Regions from separate parts of the Callithrix jacchus genome. Here region 2 is linked to region 1. The links are chromatin contacts, called in public Hi-C maps. All regions are on one chromosome and are shown on one strand. The core of a region is the stretch at or near the end of the contact, and the rest is flanking DNA. Distances in the headings are between cores, read along the strand shown. Region 1 overlaps AFAP1 (actin filament associated protein 1). Region 2 overlaps ABLIM2 (actin binding LIM protein family member 2).

Evidence for each region. A called contact is a pair of places that touch in the nucleus more often than the background predicts.
Region 2: a contact with region 1 is called in a Hi-C map of skeletal muscle, with 2.2 times the contacts expected there. The contact joins two enhancer-like sites. A contact is called at or near these places in 2 of 3 Hi-C or Micro-C datasets (both in skeletal muscle).

What each region holds. Positions count from the first base shown.
Region 1 is chr3:188,127,594-188,134,406 of calJac240_pri, reverse strand. All of the region lies in intron 2 of AFAP1 (actin filament associated protein 1), which reads left to right. Among named protein-coding and RNA genes, the nearest start is that of AFAP1, 54 kb to the left of the region's middle. Within about 2 kb of position 2,551, at least 2 of the 16 cell types and tissues checked have an H3K27ac peak or open chromatin away from gene starts, as enhancers often do. A contact at or near this core is called in skeletal muscle, where this site is marked.
Region 2 is chr3:188,219,370-188,226,435 of calJac240_pri, reverse strand. The region is part of intron 17 of ABLIM2 (actin binding LIM protein family member 2); the gene reads left to right. Among named protein-coding and RNA genes, the nearest start is that of AFAP1, 38 kb to the right of the region's middle. Within about 2 kb of position 3,670, at least 4 of the 16 cell types and tissues checked have an H3K27ac peak or open chromatin away from gene starts, as enhancers often do. A contact at or near this core is called in skeletal muscle, where this site is marked.

The DNA of each region.
Region 1 (6,813 bases), core at 1,302-3,801:
GGACATGCTGAAAGCGTGTGTTGCCCAGTAAGAGTGAATGCATATGTGAATATTCTGAGTAAGTCTGCAGTGCTGGCAGCACCGATCCTTAAAATAGTAATATCAAAATGATTTAAAGCCTCATAAATGCTCACTGCAAATGGTTCCATCATCATCCTAATTTTGATTCAGTTGGTTTTACTTTTGAGTACTTTTTAACGTTACGTTGGTGGCTTTGTTCCGAGTTTGATTTCTTTTAGCTTCATTGATTTGCAAGAGCAAAAAACAGGAGATTCTGAAAATCTGAGATAAAATTGTTGGTTGGATGCATTTTCCTGTGGCACCCGTCATCACTTCTGCGTGCTTTTATTCATTTGCCACTCTTTGCCTCTCACTCGGGCTCGCCTTTGCTTTGCTTGTCATGGGATGCCCCACGCTTAGAAACCCAAATATTTGTGCGGTGACTTCATTGTTCCTGTTTTTAGTGAATGTTCAAAATATCTGACAAGAAAGAGAGTGTACGTTTGCATCTCCTCCTTCCATTCTCCTGTTACTCTCATTCTTTGCCTTCTCTTGACTGGTGTGCCCCTTCCCGCTCCAGCCTCCCACTCCGCCAGTTCATCTTTAATGCTGCCTCTGGAAGGGTCTCTCAGAACTGGAGATCCGTGGACACCGCTGTTTCTGGAAAGCTTCTGTGATTCTTCCTTCCCTAGAATGAGGTTCTGTGAGTCCAGGTGTGTGTGTGTCTGCTGTTCCTGGTTGTGAGCCCTTGGGTGTCAGGGATACCATCTCACTTGTCTTTAGCCTGAGTTTAACGTCGTGAACGTAAATGTTTAATAACTTGCTCCTGAACTGAGTCGACCTTCTGTAAATGGAGTGGAAACACTGTGCTTTCAATACTGTATTTGAAGCTTGTGTTAGCCACCAGCTCGGATTGTGCTGGTAAACTTCTCCCAGCCTGGGCATCAGGAGGTCTGGCTTCTGTTACCCATTTTCAGGTTCTGTATATTATTTTGATGAGCAAGAACCATACCCAGATCTAGGTCCTATTTTTTGCTTTCTATAGAACAATCGAAGGATATTTTCCATCATGTTTTGTCTTGTCCAACAGTGAATGAATCTGACTTTTAAGGGTCATGCTAATTTTCTGAAGGAATGTGTTCTGTGGAGATTACACCAGCTCTTTTGAAGACTCCTTGCTAGATCCTTATAATTCAGAAAGGATCATTCTTAGGACCCAGAATATACACACACGCACACATATCCCTTTTATAAACACAGACTTTCCTTTGGGATATTGATAATTTTTTTTTTTTTGAGATGGAGTTTCACTCTTGTTGCCCAGGCTGGAGTACAGTAGCAGGATCTCAGCTTACCACAACCTCCACCACCTGGGTTCAAGCGATTCTCCTGCCTCAGCCTCCCGAGTAGCTGGGACTACAGGCATGTGCCACCGTGCCCTGCTAATTTTGTATTTTTAGTAGAGACAGGATTTTACCATGTTGGCCAGGCTGGTCTCGAACTCCCTGCCTCAGGTGATCCACCTGCCTTGGCCTCTCAAAATGCTGGGGTTACAGGCATGAACCATTGTGCCCAGCTGATAAACCTTTTAAAGATCCAGCTGTCAGAGTCAGTGCTGAAACTGCACCGTGATTGTCATGGTTCTCTTCAGACACCGGAGAGTTATGAATAGACTTTATTTGCTTTCCCTTTTTAGATGCAGGTTAAACTGATGTTAGCTGAGTGTCCCCAGAGTCAGAGGTTTGCATTTACAGCGGTCCTTGGATCGTCACTGCAGTGCGGGTCGGCACATAACTGTTATTATCCCCACATTATACATGAGGGAACTGGGAACCAAAGCAGTTTAATGACCTGTATTCAGAGCCATCCAGTTGTTCAAATAATGGTCATCAAAAGGAATTTCAGATGCAGTCCAGCTGAGGGAAGCTTTCCAGCCAGACAGTGCCTCAGGCTGTGCTGCTTCTCCTGAGAGTTCTTAGATCCACCTTGAAGCAGCCCTTTTAGAGGATCTGCGGAGGCCGGTGGAAGTAATGGGGAGAGTCTGCATGGAGAGTCGGATTGTAACCCTATAAGGGAAAGTATGCAGGGGCCCTGCTCGAGCACAGAGCCTTTGCTTCACTGCACATGAGCTCCGACTCCCTCAGGAGCACTGAGTATTCCCACACAGAGGGCTGATCCACCTGCTCCAGAAAAGGAACTTGTCAGAATGAGTCTTTCCCACTTTTTCTGTGTCCTAGGACTATCACAAAAGACACAGTTACTAATCACGAGAGGACGGTCCATGGCGTCTTTCTCTGCAGTTTTCTCTTTAAAGCAGATCTCAGGAATGTGTATCCTGGAACTCCGGAAACATCAAAGTTACTAATTCACCAAACACACACTGATTGTCGTGGCCTTGTTTCCACATCAGGTGTGTGCTCGGCGATCCGGGCAGAGAGAAGCCACACAGTGGTCCCTGCCTCCAGACTGGCTGCTGGCTAGTGGAGGAGATAGACACCTCAGCCGGTTACCACGGCGTAGCAGGAGATGCAGTGATGGTAGGCCTGACGTGAGGGTGACGCGGTTGAGTCTTGAGCAGCGCCACAGAGAGAGACAGCCAGGTGAAAGAGGGGGTGGTAGTGACATTTGTGAGGGACAAGGCAGGGACACACAGGGTTAAGCATACCGGGCAGAGAGCTGCGGCTGGTGCAGAGGCCTGAGGCAGAAGCAGGCATGATATTAGTGGGAAACTGAAGGGCTGGGAAGAGCTGAAGTGGGAAACGTAAGCAGAGTGGAAAGAGACAATCAAGAAAATAAGCAGAGTCTAGGTTAGTTAAGATTTTGATACAGGATCCGGAGAAGTCACTGAAAAGAATGTAAGGGACCAGGGTGATTTTTCTGAAAAGCAGGTTGGTCGTGGTTTGGGACCCGTTTCTTTATTGGAGCCTTACATCTAGCGCGGCAGTCCTCAGGAAGAGCAGTGAGAGGGGTTTTTGTGAAAGAGTTCTCCAGTGTCCTTTCTGTGTTGAAGAAAGGTCTAACCATCAACCCCGCCTCTCTGGAGATAGTCAGCATGAAGCACAGGCGTGTGGCGGGCTGAGAACTTGAGGGAATGCACCGTGTGATGAGTTCAGCGCGAGGCAGGGTGGGGACAGGAGCCCGTAATCCGTGTCTGTTTTTCTCTAGGAGCTCGTCCTTACGTAGGCACATGATCCATCTTTTCTTTTTACATCTGATTTTGAGTCAGAATTAGAAAAATTGGTACACATCCAGGTTATGAAGGGATTCGTCTGCTTCTTCCGGACTGGAGTTGTTGCGTGTTTTGTATTTGGACTCTCACATGTCTTTAGAGGGTGTCTGGGGCACGTAAGGTCAGGCTTGAGTTTCACCTTTTCTGTTTCCCAAATAGCAGTTGTCCCAGCTCCAGTTACCAGGATGATCATTGTTCTTATACTTCTGTGTGTATTTGGGTGTGTTACTGGACTTGTCACTCTGCCGTGTTGATCTGACTGGGAATTAAACATGTTAGCATCAGGTCGTTTGCACGACAGGCCCTTATGTTATTAGTGAGCAGGTGGCCGGGCTGGCTCTCACCTCCTCGTTGTCGTTACACATCTTCGCAGTCTTATGTTTCCACATGAAGTTTAGAATCAGTGTGTTTAGTTAGTTCCAGAAACAAAGCAAACTTTATTGATACATGTCTTAAGACTATCTTGCATTGCTATAAAGAAATACCTGAGCTTGGGTAATTTCTAAAGAAAAGAGGTTTAATTGGCTCATAGTGCTGCAGGCTTTACAAGTAGGGTGCCGGCATTTCCGCAGCTTTTGGGAAGGCCTCAGGAAGCTTCCAGTCGTGGTGAAAGGCAAAGGGGGAGCAGGCGTCTCACATGGCAGAGCAGGAGCAAGGGAGGGAGTGGGGAAGGTGCCCCATACTGGAACAACCAGATCTCCGGAGTGGAACTCACTCACTACTGCGAGGATAGTGGCAAGCCATGAGGGATCCGCCTCCCACCAGACCCCACTCCCAGCACTGGGGATTACCTCTCAACATGAGATTTGGAGGGGACATCCAAACTATTTCAATATATTTATTGCTATTGCCTTAAATATATTTGTTAACTTAGGGAGAATTGACATCTTTGGTGTTAACTTGTCCTGTCCAAAGGCAAGGGGGACATCTTTCCATTTGGTCAAGTTTACTGCTTCATCTTTCCATCAAGTTTAAGTTTTCCTTATGTGACTTTTGCATATTTCTTGCTAAATTATTTGAAGTAGTTTACTTTCTTACGGTTTATAAGTGGGTGCCGGCCTTCCATGTTATCTTCTGGCTGTTTATTGTTTGAAATAAAGCTATGGTATTCATATCTTCTGCTTTACCAGGTTACTTTCACATCAGCTGCAAGTAGAAGTACTTTTTTTTTTTTTGAGACGAAGTCTTGCTCTGCTGCCAGGCTGGAGCGCGGTGGTGCGATCTCGGCTCGCTGTAACTTCGACCTCCCTGGGCTCAGGTGATCCTCTTCCCTCAGCCTCCTAAGTGACTGAGGCCACCGGTGCATGCCTTCACATCTGGCTAATTTTTTGTAGAGATGGGGGTTCACCATGTTGTCCAGGCTGGTCTCAAAGCAATCTGCCCACATAGGCCTTCCAGAGTGCTGGGATTACAGGTGTGAGTCACTGCACCTGCCCTATTCGATTTTCTAATGTTGAATCACCTCTGCATTTCTAGAATGAATCTTATTTGGTAATGATGTGGAATTAAGTGTTGGCTTCTGTTTGCTAATATTTTATTTAGGATTTTTGTGCTGATATAAGTAAAAGTGGTCTTTGGTTTTCTTTTTTGTGCTATCTCTATTAGGTTCAGACATCATGTTTATACTTGCTTCAAAAAAAGGGAAGAATTTGGTTATTTTCTTTCTATTTTTTTTTTTTTTGAGATGGAATCTAGCTAGCTCTCTTGCCAGGCTGCAGTGCAGTGGAGCCATCTCGGCTCACTGCAACCTCTGCCTCCCCGGTTCAAGCAATTCTCCTGCCTCAGCCTCCCAAGTAGCTGAGACTACAGGTGCTCACCATCACACCCAGCTAATTTTTGCATTTTTAGTAGAGATGGGGTTTTACCATCTTGGCCAGGCTGGTCTCGATTTCTTGACCTCATGATCTGCCCGACTCAGCCTCCCACAGTGCTGGGATTACAGGCGTGAGCCACCGCACCCAGCCCAAATTTGGTTATTTTCTATGTATTTTATCCTCTGGAAAAATTTATGTAGTAGTCTTGGTGTTTAAGATTTGGTATAATTCGCCTGTAAAACTACCTGTGTCTGGTGTTTGTTTGTCTTTTTGTGAGGGTAATTCTGGTAAATTATTTTCTCTCATGAAATTATCTATTTAACCTAGTTTCAAGTGTATCTGCCTAGAGTTGCACAGCATAGTGTTTCGTGACTTTTCTTGTGGGAGCTGTGGTACTTTAGGACTTCATAGTTTTGGAGGACAGGAGGTATGTGGGTCATGTTCATTTAGTGCACTCTTGGATCCTGGATCTCAGCAAGAGGAACATGTGCCAACAATGACGGTCATCGTTACCACTGATGAAATGCCTGGCTGTGCATGCGTGCTGGCTCATTTCATCCTTGTCATGATACTGAGATGTAGAATATCCATCTCGCTGTGAGGATGAGATAATTTGGGAGGTTACTTACCCAAAGTGACACAACTAGGAAGAATCAGCTGGGATGTGGATCCAGGTTTACATGGTGACAGAGTCCAGATTTCTTTCTCTTTCTCTCTCTCTCTCCCTCTTTTTTTTTTTGAGAAGGAGTCTCACCCTGTTGCTTAGGCTGAAGTGCAGTGGCACGACCTTGGCTCACTGCAGCCTCCGCCTCCTGGGTTCAAGTGATTCTTCTGCCGTGGCCTCCTGAGTAGCTGGGACTATAGGCATACACCACCATTCTCCGCTAATTTTTGTATTTTTAGTAGAGATAGGGTTTCGCCATGTTGGCCAGGCTGGTCTCAAACTCCTGACCTCAGGTGATCCGCCCACCTCGGCCTCCCAAAGTGCTGGGATTACAGGTGGGAGTCACTGTGCCCTGCCCAGAGTTGATTTCTAAGGAGCAGTGGAGGATGAAGGCCAAGGCAGGGACAGAATGCTCATCCCAAGATGGTGGGGTATGAGCTGTGCTCATCGGCATTGACAGAATTCAGTGGGGTGGGGAGAGGTCAGGGAGGACATGCCGTGTGGGGGCGCCTGCAGGAGAGGTAGCCTTGGCTGAGGTGGAGGGCGCTATCAGAGGGCCACCCCACAAGGGCCAGCAGGTTGGACTGCTGGGGGATGAGTGGTGTAGACTAGTCGGGGCAGGGAGGATGTACAGAGGGCACAGGGAGACCCAGATACTGTTCCCACCCCCCAGTTTAGACTAGATAATGGGGAGTTGCCTAGGTCTAGGTCCTGGGAGCTTCCGCACTGGGTTAGAAATGTGAAGGGAAGAACCATAGGGGAAGGATCGCAGATAAAAATATAAAGGAAATAAAAAGGCCGCCAGCAGCTGTCTGGGTTGTACGAGGCAGGCGAGTATCATTCCGAATGCAAACAGGTGTTTCGCACGTCAGTGAGGTGAGGAGCCTGTGGGGAATGTGGGTGTGGCAGGGGCTGTGGAGTCCGTCCCCCATGGCAACTTGCCCTGTTTCTGAGATGCTGCAGGAAGTGACGGGTCGTTAACAGTGTTTTCCCAGCGCCAGTCACAGGAGACATTCCTTTCTCTGGTTTTCTAGGAGAGCCCAGACAGACGGGCCTAGGCCTTGCAGGCCCCGTGTGAGGGAGGAAGGCAGTTCCGTGCGCAGCGC
Region 2 (7,066 bases), core at 2,421-4,920, 91 kb before region 1:
CATGGGACATATGTTCAAAAAAAAAAACGCAGTGTTAGCATGATCCGAGAAAGGTGTTTTTGGCCCTCTGAAGTCAGGAATCCGCCCAGGCCTGCTTGAAGGGTTCATGATCTCTGTTGGCTTAAAAGGGACAAGAGCTAACGCTAAGTTTCCAAAAAACAACTTTTAGCAACCCACACATCAGAGAGGTTGTCTGTGAGGGACTAGTGGGAACTGAGTGACTTTTAGCTACATAGGTTAAAAAATCAAGAAGCAAGTGACTAGAACCAAGCAGGCAGACCTGGAAGCCAGCAGCAAGTCTGGAGGCCCAATCAGATGAGTCCCTTGGTTTCAAGGGTGGACAGAGCAGCCATCACTTAGTGGAGCGGGATATGTGCAGATGTGATCAACACTCGCCAACGGGGCACAGCTGAGGGGACGCAGGATGCCCAGCCCCACAGTGGTGAAAGGTGCCACGCAGCACATAGTAGGTGTTCAGTTAGTGTAAGTACAGAGGAGTATGGAGAAGCTGTGGTCATCCTCTTCCTCCCTGGGAGGGGTGTCCCATGGAAGAGGGTCAGACAAATCCGGTGGTGACAACAGGCAGAGCGGGAATCAGCACACAGAGCCCCTAAGAGGCAGAGCTGAGATTCAAGCCAAGGTGTTGCTGAGAGCCACTGCAATATGCTGTCTTCTGAGCTAATTACAGTGTTGAAAATGAATTTTTTTTTTTCAGACAGGGTCTCTGTCACCTGGGCTGGAGTGCAGTGGCACAATCACAACTCACCCCAGCCTCAACCTCCTGAGCTCAAGTGATCCTCCCACCTCAGTCTCCTGAGTAGCTGGGACCACAGGCATGTGCCACCACATCCAGCTAATTTTTTTCTTTTTGTAGAGACAGGGTCTTACCATTTTGCCCTGGCTGGTCTCAAATTCCTGGGCTCATGTGATCCTCCCATCTCAGCCTCCCAAAGTGCTGAAATTTCAGTTATGAGCCACTGTGCCCAGCCTGAAAATGAATTTCTAACTCCTCTTACTTGCCCCCAACTTCCCAGTAGAGACAGGCATTTTGCTCCTTAGATAGGAAAGTGTATCAACCAGGGTTTTCCAGAGAAACAGAACCATTAGGTGAATGGATGGTGGGCGGATGGATGGATGCAAGGATGGACAGATAGATGGATAAATGGATAGATAGAAGGATAAGTGGATGGGTGGGTGGGCAGATGAATAGATGGGTGGATAGATAAATGGGTGGGTAGTTGGATGGTTGGGTACATGGATGGGTGAGTGGGTGAATGGATGGATGGGTGGGTGGATGGATGGATGGATGGATGGATGGATGGATGGATGGATGGATGCATGAGTGGATGGATGGATGGGTACATAGGTGCATGGGTGAATGAATGGGTGGGTGGATGGATGGATGGATGGATGGATGGATAGATAGATAGCCATGTACTAAGAAATTTAAGAACTTGGCCCACACAATTGTGCAGGCTGGCAGTTCTGCAATGTGTAGGACAGGCCAGCAAGCTGGGAACTCAGGCAGGAGGTGATATTCCAGGCAGGGTTTCTTCTCTGGGAAACCTCAGTGTTTACTCTTCAGGACGTCGACAGATGACATGAGGCTGCTGCATCTTGAGGGCGATCTCCTTTCCCCCCGTCAGCTGACTGTTGGTGTGGGCCGCAGCCACAGCACACGTTTGCAGCTAGGCCAGCGCGTGACCAAGCACCTGGGCACCACAGCCCAGCCACGTTGAACACACAATTCAGCCATCTCAGAACACAAGGGGAATGGGTGGGAAAGGGACTTCTTGTCTGGCCTGAGGCCCTCCCAGTTGCTGACTCACGGAGTCACACTCTGAGACCTTTCTGCTTGATTGGCAGGGCAGGGCAGAGCAGGAAAACAGCGCTGTAGCCACAGGAGTTGTCTTAAATTGCACATGTAGTCACAAATGCCATTGTTCTTAGGCTGAAAACCAAACTGCCTAACACGGTTCAGCCCCTGCAGGGCCTCGCCTGTCCTCACCTTCCCTGGCTCAGGTCCAGACACCTCAGCTTTTTTTCTGAAACATAGTCTCACTCTGTCACCCAGGCTGGAGTGCAGTGGTGCACCCTCAGCTCACTGCAACCTCTGTCGCCTGCATTCAAGTGATTCTCCTCCCTCAGCCTCCCAGGTAGCTGGGACTACAGGCATGCACCACCACGCCCAGCTAATTTTTGTATTTTTAGTAGAGAAGGGGTTTCTCCATGTTGCCCAGGCCGGTCAGACTCCTGACCTCAGGTGATCCACCCACCTCAGACTCCCAAAGTGCTGGGACTACAGGTGTGAGCCACTGCGCCCGGCCAACCTGAGCTTTCGTATGCTTCCTCTTACAGCCAAGGCTCCCTTCTGCCCCAGGCCCTTTGCACATGTACTTAGTTCTTCCTGTAATTCATTTCCTACCTGCCATCCCCCACCTTACTCACACACAACACACATACACACACAACGCACACGACACACAGACACAACACAGTCACACACAAGACACACACACACACACACACACACACACACACACACACACACGGAGCAGCTCTTTGCTGGAGTTCTGAACTGTCCTCTTCCAGGCCCTGTGGCTAAATGCATACTCAAGTTTGCTCAAGCAGTAAGAGCCCACATTGTTGGAATGTGCCTGAAAAATAATACCCTGCACTTAAAGAATATCCCCTTTGTTTAAACTCATCCAACTGCTCTGATGAGGGTGTGGCCTGGTAGGCGGAGGGTGACAGTAGGAGGTTTGGAGCCACATGCGCGTGTCTGAGAGATGGGTTTGCACCGGGATCCCCTAGTTGAAGCCCTCCCTGGCCAAGACCAGGAAGAGAAACAGAAGCAGAACTGTGTGGCAGGGAGAAAGCGTCGGGAGTCAGGAGAGTGGTGGGCAGAGGCCCGATGCAGGGGCCTCCAAGACCAGGACAGTGGCTGGGGAGCCCCGTGGCACCGCAGCAGAGAGCAGCACAGGCCGTGGAAGCCAGAGGTGTCTGGGGACAGCGCTGCAGAGAGGAGTCCAGATTTAGATTCACAGACGCAAATAGAAAAGACATCCTGTCCCTTGGCGAGGATGGGACAGTGCTGTGAGCAGACAGGCCGGTGCCCACCCTCACAGAGCTGACAGCCAGAGATGGTCAGCACTGACTCAGTCTTGAGGGACACAGCATGGCTCCAGGGCCTGCTTGGTCGGCACAATCCAGGAGGGCCTCCAGGAGGAGGAGATGCCTGTGTCAGGACCAGTAGGATGAGGAAGAGCTACTGGTGAAGTGGGAGGAGGAACACTCTGTGGTACTTCCCCTGGGGTTCCACTGCATACTGAGGAGCAGAGGAGTGGAGGAGAGTGGCCCTGGGGCCACTGACAGCCACAGCATTGCTCCCCTAAGCTTCTATCCCCTCTCTGCCCCATAGGCTGCAGGAGAGGTCGCAGGGTGCGAAGGGAGAGCTCGCCTGGATGGGCAGTGGCCACCATCATTGTGACAGTGATATCACTGTCGGTCATGCAGGGACCTCCTGCTGGGAGGGCTGGAGCTTCGGGGCCTGGGCCTGGCTTCCGAGAGACTCACCCTGTATGCACAGCCTCCTTGTGCCGGCCAAGGCAGCATGAGCTGGTGGGAAGTACCACCCGGCCTTGGGAGAAAAGCGGCCCCTTGCTGGCCCTGGGGGCCCTGGCTGAGCAGGGCTAGGACCTGAGGCCCGCCCAGTCAGCCAGCCCTGTGCTGGTACAGGGGAGTGGGTGGCTGTGACTGGCGGGGTGTCTGGAGGAAGGAAGTGTCAGAGAGGCCCCTCCCAGGGGCGCCTCTGAGCTTGGTCGGGTTGAGGGAGCCAGGGCTGGAGGTTGGGGGCAGGCTGGGGCAACCTGTCCCTGCTGGAACGGAGGTGGCACAGGTCCCTGAGGCTTCACAGCTAACCTGAGATGGCCATGGAGGTCCCAGTGGGAGACAGGAAGTAAGGGTAGAGGAAAGGTCAAAGCCACCTAGCCTGGCTCTCAGGCCCGGCTCTGCCACTTCCTGGCTGTGTGACCTTGGGCAAGTCACACAACCTCTCTGAGCCTGTGCTTCCTGAAGCAGACCCCCTCCCATGCTGCAGAAACGCCTCCCTGCAGGATGCACCCTGGAGAAACCAGTGTACCTCATCAGTGAGGCCACCCCACCCTCTGCAAAGACACCACCCCGGGCTGTTTTCCTTCCAGCTCAGGAACAGCTGGGCTTGGCCTGCAGAGGCCCTGGGGGTGAGGCGCACTCCTGCAGAGCCTTCAGGAACCAGGGGCCAGAGGAGTGGGCTTGAGGCCAGAAAGCTGGCTTGGCCTCTGGGGTCAGCTGGGCCTCACCCGTCCTGCCTGCCTCTGCGCTGAGTGAGATTGAATGCCGGTTCTACAGCTAGCTGGGGTGGGGCCTTGGAGCCCTTCTCACCCAGGAGGCAGTAGAGACAGCCAGGTAAGGGCTGACACTCAGGATCCCACAGCTGGAGTCCAGAGTCATGAACAGACCCCCCTACTGGGGATGGCCCCTCATGTGACCCTCACCCAGCCTTCTGGGTACTCAGGCAACCAAGTTCTCTTCTCACCCTGCAGACAGAAAACAGGACTGGAGCCTGAGGGGTCCCTGCCAGTCTCCTAGACCCTTGGCCCCAAGTCCTGGGCCCTGTAGGCCACATACGAGTGGCCCGGCCCAGCCCCCATGCTCAGGACACCCCCGGCCCCTCCCTGTTCCTGTGCTCTGCCAAACCTGGCTGCATGTGTCCGGGTGATACAGTGTCCGGGTCCCACTACCATGCTCCCAGAGGAGGTAACCATTCACAGCAACTTCAGAAGCCACCCAGATGCTCTCTCCACCACCTCAGCCACACCACCCCTCCACCGCCCCCCACAGTCATCCCTCGGAGTACCTCTGCTTCCCACACCCACCTCCCGGCACCCTGCCAGCCTTCCTGCTTGCCCGCCAGCTCCAAGTCTTCCTCCAATCACCCTCACCAGAGGCTCCCACAGTCTGGAGCCCACGGTGTCATCCCCACACCTGCCCTTCTCTCCTTCCCAGCATGTGGGGCACAACTGCCCCACCCACCACCCCCTGCCAGCTCCCTCCTTCCTCCTCCCTCCTCTCTCCTCCAGCTAAACCCGAGGGACCACTCGCTCACCAGTCTTCTCCCTTTAAATACGCGATTGCAGATGGCAGGGGCCACTGGGCACTGCCACACCACCCCCTTGACGCCTCCCCGCTGCCCACTAGCACCTTTGTGCCCCTCCAGCAGGAAGCAGGAATGTGGCAGCAGGGAGGCCTGCCCCAGGCGCAAGCACTGGACTTGAACTCTCCTCTCCCTTCCACGTCAGCCTCCGTCAGCCTCCGATCCCTTGCATGCCTACGTGTCAGTTCACCTCCCCAGCCAACCCCCCAGGGGCCTTGTGTCTCTCTGGCTTTCCACGTCTGGAACAAGGTCTGGCGTGTCGCTGCAGCTCAGTCAGTGTTTGTGGGATAAAGCTAGAAATGCTTTTCCTTTTTCTTTCCTTTCATCTCATTTGCCTTGATCGTTCCACTGTAACTGGGAAGATGGTGATTTGGTACCTAAAAGTGCAGGGCTGCTGTCTTTCATTTATTCATTCATTCATTCATTCATTCATTCATTTTGAGATGGAGTCTCGCCATGTCAACCCAGGCTGGAGTGCAGCGACAGGAACTCCACTCACTGCAACCTCCGCCTCCTGGGTTCAAGGCATTCTCCTGCCTCAGCCTCCCGAATATGTGGGATTACAGGTGTCAGCCACCATGCCTGGCTAATTTTTGTATTGTTTAGTAGAGATGAAGTTTCACCATCTTGGCCAGGCTGATCTTGAACTCCTGACGTAGTGATCCACCCTCCTCGGCCTCCAAAGTGCTGGGATTACAGGCATGAGCCACCGCGCCCAGCCCAGGGCCACTGTGGTAAATGACACACTGAGTGTCTTGAATGTCTTAAGAGACACCATCTGAGGTGACAGTTCTAAGTTTCTGTGGACTGGCTGACCGATTTCTCAGCACTGAGAAACCCTGATCTTAACAGCATGCAAGTGGTTAGCTTCTGGCACGCATCAGGACTCTTTTCCTCTTCGCAAACTCGAGATAGCAGCAGGCAGCTGAGGGCCTCTTCCTGGCAGACTTGCTGGCTGTGCTGTGGGTGGGGAGGGGGATTTCCTGAGTCCCGCCTCCAGATCACCCTAACAACTAGAGCTCCAAAATCCAACACACCACACGGATCGGGTGATCGCTGTGAAATGTGCGAGTGACAACGGTTTACACCTCTCAGTGACCGGATGTCCCCAGTGCCATTTTCTCTTTTGCTAATCACAGTGATTCTAATATAGCACTTGAGGTTTTTGTTTGTCTGTTTGTTTTTTGAGACAGGGTCTTGCTCTGTCACCCAGGTTTGGAGTGTAGAGGTGGGATCACAGCTCACTGCAGCCTCGACCCCCCTGCCCCGGACTCAAATGATGCTCCTACCTCAGCCTCCTCAGTAGCTGGGACTACAGGCACATGCCTGCACACCCAGCGGATTTCTGTAATTTTTGTAGAGATGGGGTCTCGCCATGTTGCCCAGGCTGATCTGAAACTTCTGAGCTCAAGTGATCTGCCCGCCTCGGGCTCCCAAAGTGCTGGGATTACAGGTATGAGACCCCACACCCATCCAAATTGACCATTTTAACCATTTTATTTTATTTATTTATTTATGTTTGAGATGGAGTCTCACTCTTGTTGCCCAGGCTGGAGTGCAGTGGCGTGATCTTGGCTCACTGCAGCCTCTGCCTCCCAGGTACAAGGGATTCTCCTGCCTCAGCCTCCGGAGTAGGTGGGACTACAGGCGCCACCACACCTGGCTAGTTTTGTATTTTTAGTAGAGACAGGGTTTCTCCATGTTGGTCAAGATGGTCTTGAACTCCTGATCTCAGGTGATCCGCCCATCTCAGCTGCCAAAGTGCTGGGATTACAGGCGTGAGGCACCGCACCCAGCCCTATTTTATTTATTTTATTTTTATTGATTTTTTTTTTTTTTTTTTTTTGGAGACAGAGTCTCACTCTGTCATTC